Linked DNA regions of Mus musculus: all the other regions are linked to region 2. A link is a contact called in public HiChIP or PLAC-seq data. All regions are on one chromosome and are shown on one strand. The core of a region is the stretch at or near the end of the contact, and the rest is flanking DNA. Distances in the headings are between cores, read along the strand shown. Region 1 holds the start of Amotl1 (angiomotin-like 1). Region 2 has its middle 25 kb from the start of Fam76b. Region 3 has its middle 21 kb from the start of Cwc15.

Evidence for each region. HiChIP or PLAC-seq counts read pairs in DNA pulled down with a chosen protein or histone mark.
Region 1: a contact with region 2 is called in a FOXA1 HiChIP or PLAC-seq map of pancreatic cancer cells. The contact joins the promoter of Amotl1 here to the enhancer-like site in region 2. A contact is called at or near these places in 4 of 115 datasets of contacts at active chromatin or transcription factors (embryonic stem cells, extraembryonic endoderm stem cells, forebrain and 1 more) and 1 of 9 other capture datasets (embryonic stem cells).
Region 3: a contact with region 2 is called in a FOXA1 HiChIP or PLAC-seq map of pancreatic cancer cells. The contact joins two enhancer-like sites. A contact is called at or near these places in 3 of 15 datasets of contacts at CTCF or cohesin (the NIH/3T3 cell line, large pre-B cells and pro-B cells), 6 of 484 Hi-C or Micro-C datasets (3T3-L1-derived adipocytes, B cells, cortical neurons and 3 more) and 1 of 115 datasets of contacts at active chromatin or transcription factors (pancreatic cancer cells).

The regions. Positions count from the first base shown.
Region 1 is chr9:14,613,683-14,616,382 of GRCm38.p6, reverse strand. Amotl1 (angiomotin-like 1) reads left to right here and starts at 1,383. Exons shown (of 13, transcript NM_001081395.1): 1 at 1,383-1,649. The coding sequence starts at 1,601.
Region 2 is chr9:13,851,772-13,854,471 of GRCm38.p6, reverse strand. It overlaps a transcript of Fam76b not described here. Among named protein-coding and RNA genes, the nearest start is that of Fam76b, 25 kb to the right of the region's middle. Within about 2 kb of position 1,356, at least 8 of the 459 cell types and tissues checked have an H3K27ac peak or open chromatin away from gene starts, as enhancers often do. A contact at or near this core is called in pancreatic cancer cells, where this site is marked.
Region 3 is chr9:14,520,184-14,522,883 of GRCm38.p6, reverse strand. No RefSeq gene overlaps it. Among named protein-coding and RNA genes, the nearest start is that of Cwc15, 21 kb to the right of the region's middle. Within about 2 kb of position 1,398, at least 50 of the 459 cell types and tissues checked have an H3K27ac peak or open chromatin away from gene starts, as enhancers often do. A contact at or near this core is called in pancreatic cancer cells, where this site is marked.

The DNA.
Region 1 (2,700 bases), core at 134-2,633, 760 kb before region 2:
GCTGAGCTGGCCCTCAGCATTGACGCTGTGTGGTAGGAAGCAAATGGGTTTCCACCCTTGGCTTTGCTACTGAACTTGTTCTGTGCCGTTAGGGAAGTCCTTGCACAGCCGGGTGGGAGTTTCCGCACTAGCCAAGTGGAAGCTGTGTACGTTTACCGTTCAGTCCTTCCCAGCCCTGCACTTTGTGACTGTCCACTTACTCGTGTTGTCTCTTCCTTTGCAGTGAAAACTCTTTCCTCATTTATCAGCTCTTGCCAAGCACCCTTGGTGAGAAACCTTGCCAATTCCCTCCAGGCTGCACTGCTGCTTGCTTGCCCAGTGCCTCCTTTTCCTGCACATCGGATCTCTGCCCCTTCCCCCTCTACACAGAGCTGGTCTCTTCTCTCTCCTGTCCAGACTCTTAACAAGAGGGGACCTACTGCCCTGTTCTTTTCTGTGCACACGTCCTGGCTTTGTGTGTTCTACAAAGGCAGGTGACTTTAACGAAGCCTGTGCTTGAGAAATAAGTTCAGCAATTACATTTGGGCCTCTGTCTGAGAAATCAGAGGGCTGTCATGGAATCCGGCTGGAACACTGGGGGTGAAGCGGTGAGCGGGTGAGTTTAGGGAGATGGCACAAGCCAGACATGACCCCTGCCCCCATGGCCAGGTAAGAAGAGAGAAAAGAGGAGCCAACCGTCAGAAACCTTGATATGCCCTAACCCTCCAAGTAGGGGCTTGGGCAGCAGCCACTGGCCTCTGCTCTCAGAAGACAGACCAGAAAGGTCCTAGTGCATGGCTTCAGAAGACAGTGAGTGTAACCTCGCAGAGGGCTGGGCAAGGAGCGTTGCTTAGGGAAAAAGTCTGATTTCGAAGGCGGGGCAGAGTCACAGACTTCAAATTCTTTGCTTCTGTTTGAGCAGATAGCAGCCTGAGGGTTGTGGTCACAGGATGTACAGTCCTAGGAAGCCATTGAACATTTAAGGCTGTAAGGAAGGTCTGTTTAGCTAGCTGTTCTGTTCCTCAGTGGAGCACATCATAGCCCCTCCTATCCTGACCGCCCCACCTGATAGAAGTACTAGGGCCTGGGGATCGCTTTCACCTGGAAATTCCACTTAGAAGAAAAGTTGGTCCTAAACCAAACCTAGCCTGGAGTTCGGAGGCATATTCCAGCAAAGGATTCTAAGGCATTCAGATAGAAATGGTGAGTGTGACAGGAATTCAAACGCGGATAGGGGACAAAAACAAGGGAGCCAGTCTCCCTTTTTGGTCTCAGGGAGACACGTCAGCCTGAGTCCCGGCAGTTTCCGAAATCCCGGGAGGGGCGACGGGAAACTGGGGACGGGCTCTAGGGCCCCGCGGCCGGGGCCGGGGCGGGGTGAAGTGTAGGGTTACAGGGATCAGACCAGCGACCCTCCTGGGTAGCACGCTGGCGACTGGGAGCGCGGGGCGCCCAGGGACCCGGCAGCGGGGTGGGGTGGGTGGGACTGGAGGGGGAACGGGGCATCTCTCTGCTGCCCGAGTGCAGAGGCACCCTTCGCCGCGCCTCCCAGCCGCCATCCCCCTGCCGCCATTCCCCTGCCGCCGCGTTGCCCAAGCCAGGATCGTCCCATGATCGCCCCATGCGGAGGGCAAAGTCGCGCCGGGGACCTTGCGAGCCTGTGCTTAGAGGTAATCAGCTCAAGCCGGGGGTCCGGGAGGGCTCCCCCTGACTGGGCCGAGAGGTCTCCGCGGCTGCTCCCGAGAGCCCAGGCTGACATCAGCTCCGCACCAGATGTGGGGACTTGGTGAACCAGATTTGTGCTGGGGCCTCAGATTGTCCTGTGAGGGATCCAGAAGGTTCAACAAGACAAAAAGCAGAATTCGGTTCAGAACTACCCTCCGAGTGCCCAGTACCCCCGTGGGGGATTCCCACGGGAGGCCAAGGACTCGGGTACGCGTGCGGGCCCCTGACGCGGGACTGGCATTTCTCCTGTGGCTGGCAGGTTGCGGTCCCGGAGGATCTGGAGGCTTGGCGGGTGCCGCTGCTCTGGCGCAGACAAAGGCGCGCGGGGCGCCCAGCCTGGACCCCAGGACGCGCCCCGGCCCGGAGGCTCGGGCCTTTCCGCCCTGAGCCTTCTTTGTTCTCCCCAAACAAGTTTCTTGCACAAATCAGGGGTAGGATCCGGCTTTCCCTGGCCTGTTGGCAGTGCCTTGGAAAAAATCTGGTTTCCGGGAGGAAGCACAAACTTTCCAAGGGGGAGCTGGTTGAACTTTTTTGGAACGTGACATTTGTGGCAGACAGGAAAGTGGAACCTCGGCCCGTGACGGCCCCTGACAGTGCAGGGGACCCACTGGTGTTAGCCTTAAGTAGCCAGGCTGGGAGATGAGGTCTCACCTTCTCCAAGTCCCCTGCTTGGGGACCTCAGAAGACGAATCCCGGGCCTGTGCCCCTATTTTCTGCCTCCTTTTTTCCCCCTGGAAAATGTTTGCCTTTCAGCTCTTGTGGTGGGTGTATTGTCTAAATGCCTTTAAGTAGGGATAGTGTGTGGGTTACCTGGACGTCGGCTTCTGGAGACAGGTTTCGATCTCACGGGGCCTTGATGCTTACATTTTGGATGGTATTTGGTCCTTCGGCCCCTCTGCTTCCTGCCCATGGTTCTGTTTCCCTACAAAGACTTAAAGTTTGGCGGGCTTTGCTTATTAAAGTCCTTGGTGATGGTGGAGGATGTCATGCCTCAGA
Region 2 (2,700 bases), core at 107-2,606:
GACAGGGCCTCACTGTGTATCCCCAGTTAGGCTGGAATTCACCATGTAGACTAGCCTGGTCTTGAACTCACAGGGATCCAACCGCCTCTGCCTCTCAAGGGCTGGGGTTGCTGGCATCTCCATGACATCTGGCTACCGTGTCTTTGCTGCTGGGTTCCACAAGTTCACTTGATCTTGGCCATTCCTACCATCAGGGGCCCCAGGTGTCCCCCTGGGAAGTCCCCAGATCTAGCCAGGGCCTGTATGTAGCTGAAGCCTCAGGGACCGGCAGGTTCACACGAACTTCTTTTTCCTTTCCTTCCTCTGGAGCCCTTTAACTACAGTGAGCCTGGCTCTGCTTTTATCTTCTGCCTTGATTTCCTGTAGGAAGCCCTGACTAGTTGACCCTATCTTTAATGACTGCCTGTGGCTATAAATTATTTGACATTTGACCTTAGATAATTTGTTTATGTCACTGTTGTGCCTGCACGGGTTGCTATGACCAACACAAAACAGGAAAAGTGACAGAGTATGACACACACTGGAAGCCAGGAAGCTTCTACTTTTGTTTTCTGGACAAGTCAACCATTACATGAAAATCAAACTACATGAAAAGACCTCACGTAGGAATTCTAATTGGCAGTCCCATCAGAACCAAGTCCTAATGCCACCCCAATAGCTTCTATGCCTGTGTAAAGATGCTTCTAGGTGATTCTGTCTTTTGTTATTGGGTGTCTTAGTCAGGGTTTCTATTCCTGCACAAACATCATGACCAAGAAGCAAGTTGGGAGGAAAGGGTTTATTTGGCTTACACTTCCACACTGCTGCTCATCACCAAAGGAAGTCAGGACTGGAACTCAAGCAGGTCAGGAAGCAAGAGCTGATGCAGAGGCCATGGAGGGATGTTCTTTACTGGCTTGCCTCACCTGGCTTGCTCAGCCTGCTCTCTTATAGAGCCCAAGATTACCAGCCCAGAGATGGTCCCACCCACAAGGGGCCTTTCCCCCTTGATCACTAATTGAGAAAATGCCTTACAGTTGGATCTCATGGAGGCATTTCCTCAACTGAAGCTCCTTTCTCTGTGGTAACTCCAGCTGTGTCAAGTTGACACAAAACTTGCCAGTACACTGGGTTTGCTCCAGATGCCTCACAGCTCCCCACTGAGCCTGTAGCTGTTGTGAAGCAAGTAGAAGCCATCCTAGCTTGGGCTGTATGGAAGAGCATGAAGCCCGAACACAGGCCTGGGAAACCATGAGCACAATAAAGTGCTTTGTCTTGTGTGTCATATTTACGGCAGCTTGATAATGCATTAACAACCTCTCTAGTTCCTGCCTTGCCTGCTGTGCTTACAGGATTAAAATCCCTCCACACTTATGACTCAACACAACACACTGAGTAACTCTAGTTTAGCTGAGAGTTCAGATAAGTAAACTTAGAGATCTCACCATCTCTTTGTAAAATGTAATGGCATTCCCATCTCTCCCATGTTGACTCACTCTGGCCTTCAGCCATGTCTGTCATCATTAATTGCAGAGTGTCTTGAGTTAATTATTCTAGTGAGCAAGACTCCAGATAGCTACCTTGATAGGTTCCAAATAGTTTAAGACTTCATCAGTCTTTCATCCAGCTCATCCTTCCATCTTTCCTGGGTCCTGCACTCTACAGTAGCTGCATCCCTGCCGTTCCCCTCTGCAGCATCTTATCTCAGCTCTACCTCCACTCTCTCTCTTCTAAAGTATTTATTGGCATCTCCTATCTGCCATCATGCCTGGGAAAGTGGCTGAGGGCCTGTGTTTGTTCTGTGTGGGACTTCCATGACGCCCCCCGCTCCCTGGCGGCCTCTCACTTCAGCCATACTTAGGCTTTTGGGGCCTTGCTGTAGGCTGTGGAATGCTCTTCTCAGCTTCAGTCCTGGTCTTCATTCCCACCCTCCGAGGGTCCTTATGCTGAGGTGCTGAGTCTTGCAAGGTGTCTGTGGAGGTGAACTCATGCTGATCCCCACTTGTAAAACTCTTTGAGCCTGCTAATGACAGCTAACATACTTCACACACTGGTGAGAATCCAGTTTGCATTGTGCTGACAACAAAAGTACCAAAGTACATCTGAGAGCCAGTTGTGTCTTTTACAAATTCAGAAAGGCTAGCTTTTTACTACCAGTCTGTAACTCACTGGTACAATGCTGGACTAGTGCATATAAAGCCCTGGGCTCAATCCCAGGCACAGCAGAAAAAGGGCTTGATTTCTGGTCCATGCTGTCAAATGAAAATGCGAGTAGAAATGCATATAAAGAAGGTTAAGATCAACATTCAAAGCCATTAGGAAGTTTCCAGTGGATGAGTGAAAAGAACTCCAGCTCTGGGTGTGCCCCTGGAAGCCAGGGACAGGAACACTCAGCTTAAACAGCCCATGGTCCTCAGTTCCACTGGTACTTACTAAATACGGCAACAACGTGTTCTGCGTGTCTTCTTAGGTACTGAGCTACTTCATTGTTCAGTGACTTTCTAAGACCCATCACATCTGCCGCTCGGCCCTGAAGGAACTGTGGGTGGTAATGCTGGGCAGGATATCCAGTTTCACAGCCAGAGATAGAGAAGCTCTGTGTGATGCTCCCACAACCTAAGCTGGCATTTGCAACTACTCTGGCATGGTGAGGTTGCTACTCTTTCTGAAAGGGTTTGTTTGTTTGCTTAGTGTTTTATCTGTGTGTGTGTCTGTCTGAAC
Region 3 (2,700 bases), core at 149-2,648, 670 kb before region 2:
ACTCCTATAATGCCTTCTCTCTAAGGCTTGTTATGATTTCTAGAGTTGCTGCTTTCCTTTCATGGACCTTGACTTCTCCGGTGGTGGGGTGTTCACTCACTGTGAATACAATGACTTCCAACCCCATGTTCTCTGAAGATCTTCTAGTGAATTCAACCCAAGTTATGTACCAAATGTTAAGAGTTTACTGAATCCTGAACAGACCAAAAGGAGCCTCATCCACCAACAGGCTCGGTCAGGGGGCTGGACTGTGCTGTTGGTGGAGGTGGGTTGAATGCAAGAAGAGACACACACAGAACACATGCCACAGAACTAGGATCTTGGGTGCTGAGGTAGAGTTTGGGAAATGAGCTGTGCTGAAGGATTCTGTACAGGAAGAAGGAGATGGTGACCCCATCAAAGCCTTGGTCAAACCGAGTGGGTGCTGGAGCAAAATTTGCTTGCTGTGAGGTTTCCAGTCAGCCTGAACCTCCTGGGTGTCTCCATATGCCCACGTCTCTGGATGTAGAGCTGAAGGTTGGGAAGTCCTCACGTAATAGCCTACAGGGAAGAACTATTTACTTTGTGCCTTAGTTTCAAAGGTTTCCCTTGTCAGTCCTTGCCTCCATGGGTTTTGAGCCTGTGGTGAGGTGGGGATTGGTGACCGAGACCACTCAGTTCATGGCTGACAGGAAACAGGAAACATCAAGCAAGAGCTGCGTCCCAGTGCTGTCTTTCTATTCCAGCCAGGCACCTAAGCTTCTGGGCTGGTGTTGCTGGAATTCAGAGTGACTCCTTTCCCCTAATTAATCCTCTCTGCAAACATCCTTGCAGACACACCCGGTGTGCTTTCCTAATCTCCTCAATCCAGTCATGTTGATAATCAAGTGTAAACATCACAAGGTTTATCCCTTAAGGGTGCTGGGACAGCAGCTGCCTCTGTCTGCTGATGGAGGGCAGAGTGCCATAGAAGCATGTAGTGACCTTTGTGCACATCTCAGACAGGCTGTAGACTGGCACCCTTACAGACAACCCTGAAACACTTTGCAGAAAGAATGTACAGCCCACTAAAGGGTTTGGGGCCTGAGTCATTTAGTGAGGGAGATTTCTTGGTGAAGTCAGAGGAAGAGAAGCTGGAGAACCATGTCGAGAAAGGAATGGACTGAGTAAGGATGTATTCTTGGGGAGTCTGTCCTGAACCCAATGCAGAGGTGGAGGGCTCTGGGCCATAAGGACCATCATAGAATTTCCTCTTCCTCTGAGAAGCCACCATACCTATATTGATGGCTGATGGAAGATTATAATTGTGGAAAGATGGAGTGTGGCAGGTTAAGAGCTTTCTTTAGTCTCCATTATACTGTCTGACCTCACATCCTCATGACTGCCACATAAAACTTTTGGAATGTATGCCAGGCCTGGACTTGGTCTCCACCAGGCCTGAGGCTAAGAATGTGATAAGGCAGATACAAATCCTGCACGGAGATCTCTCTGTGGTAGCCCTGATGTCCCTCAGAATTATTAAACTCATTGATGAATTGCATGCTTGTGTTGTGTGGCTAGGAGAGAGTTCATGGAATTTCACAGTGGAGCATATCACATTCCGGGTAACTTGACCTTACCTTTCTGGGTCACAGTCACTCATATTTAGAATGATCCTTAAAACAAGTTGTTACTTTCTGTAAACACTCTAACCCCAGGCCAGGAGGGCCTTAGTTGATGGCTGTCAGCCAGAGTGGGGACTTCCTAGACCTGTGCTGCTGCTAGCCAGGGTGATGTTTGGGGAAATGAGAGCTGTCATAGAGGGGAAATAATGTTTGCTGAGTACTTCCTGCTGTTGGTGAAAACCTTCTGCCTTTCTACACCTCTTCCAAACTAACAAGTTAGCTTGCTACAGTTGCATAGCTCTTTGTAGAAGACAGAAATGCAGGACCGTTTATTTTGCTCCGCAACAGCAGTGTCCAGGGTATCATATTCCCATGTAGCGACCCGAGCTCTGATTCCCAGGCCTCTCTCTTACCAGAGTTGTGGGCCAGGAGAGGAACCATGAGTGGCAGAAAATCCGGCCTTTTATAATGGATGCTAAATATCCTTGCCTTTAGCTATCAGGGAAGACTCTAGTCCTATCTTCAAGGCTGTTCACTATGTACTAGTTTTCAAAAGGATAGAATAGAATAGGAAAACTTGGCATTATCTTCCAACATGCAACACAACATGCTGTGTGTGGCCACAGGCATCATATGGGCTAGGTATAACAAGCTACATTTAAAAATGTTGAAATTGAAACCCAGGGCAACTTGCTTAAGCTCGAACCTTGAAAAGCCAGATGGCAAACCTTGTCTAAAGAATCAATTCCCTCTTCAGGTGGAGGTAGGGGTAGGGATTTTTTTTAAAGCTTCTTAAACCAGCAGAGCATTCCATTTCTGATTTTCCTTTTGGGGGCCCTGTTCCCAGAGTTTCTCATGGCTGGACTCTTCTCACTACCCAGCTCCATGCAGATGTAACTGCTTCATGTTAGCAAAAGTGCCTCTGGCACTTTGATGGTCACCTACATGTCAACTGGTACAAAGAACACCAAGCAAGGCATATGGGTAAACATTATATTGAGAATATCTATCTTTCTTTCTGGGTGATACTGATATTTAAAATGTAGGGTAAACCAAAATGACCCCCCAAGTTGTGGCTGCCCCAACCAATCCAGGAAGTGCTGAGGTGGAAACAGAA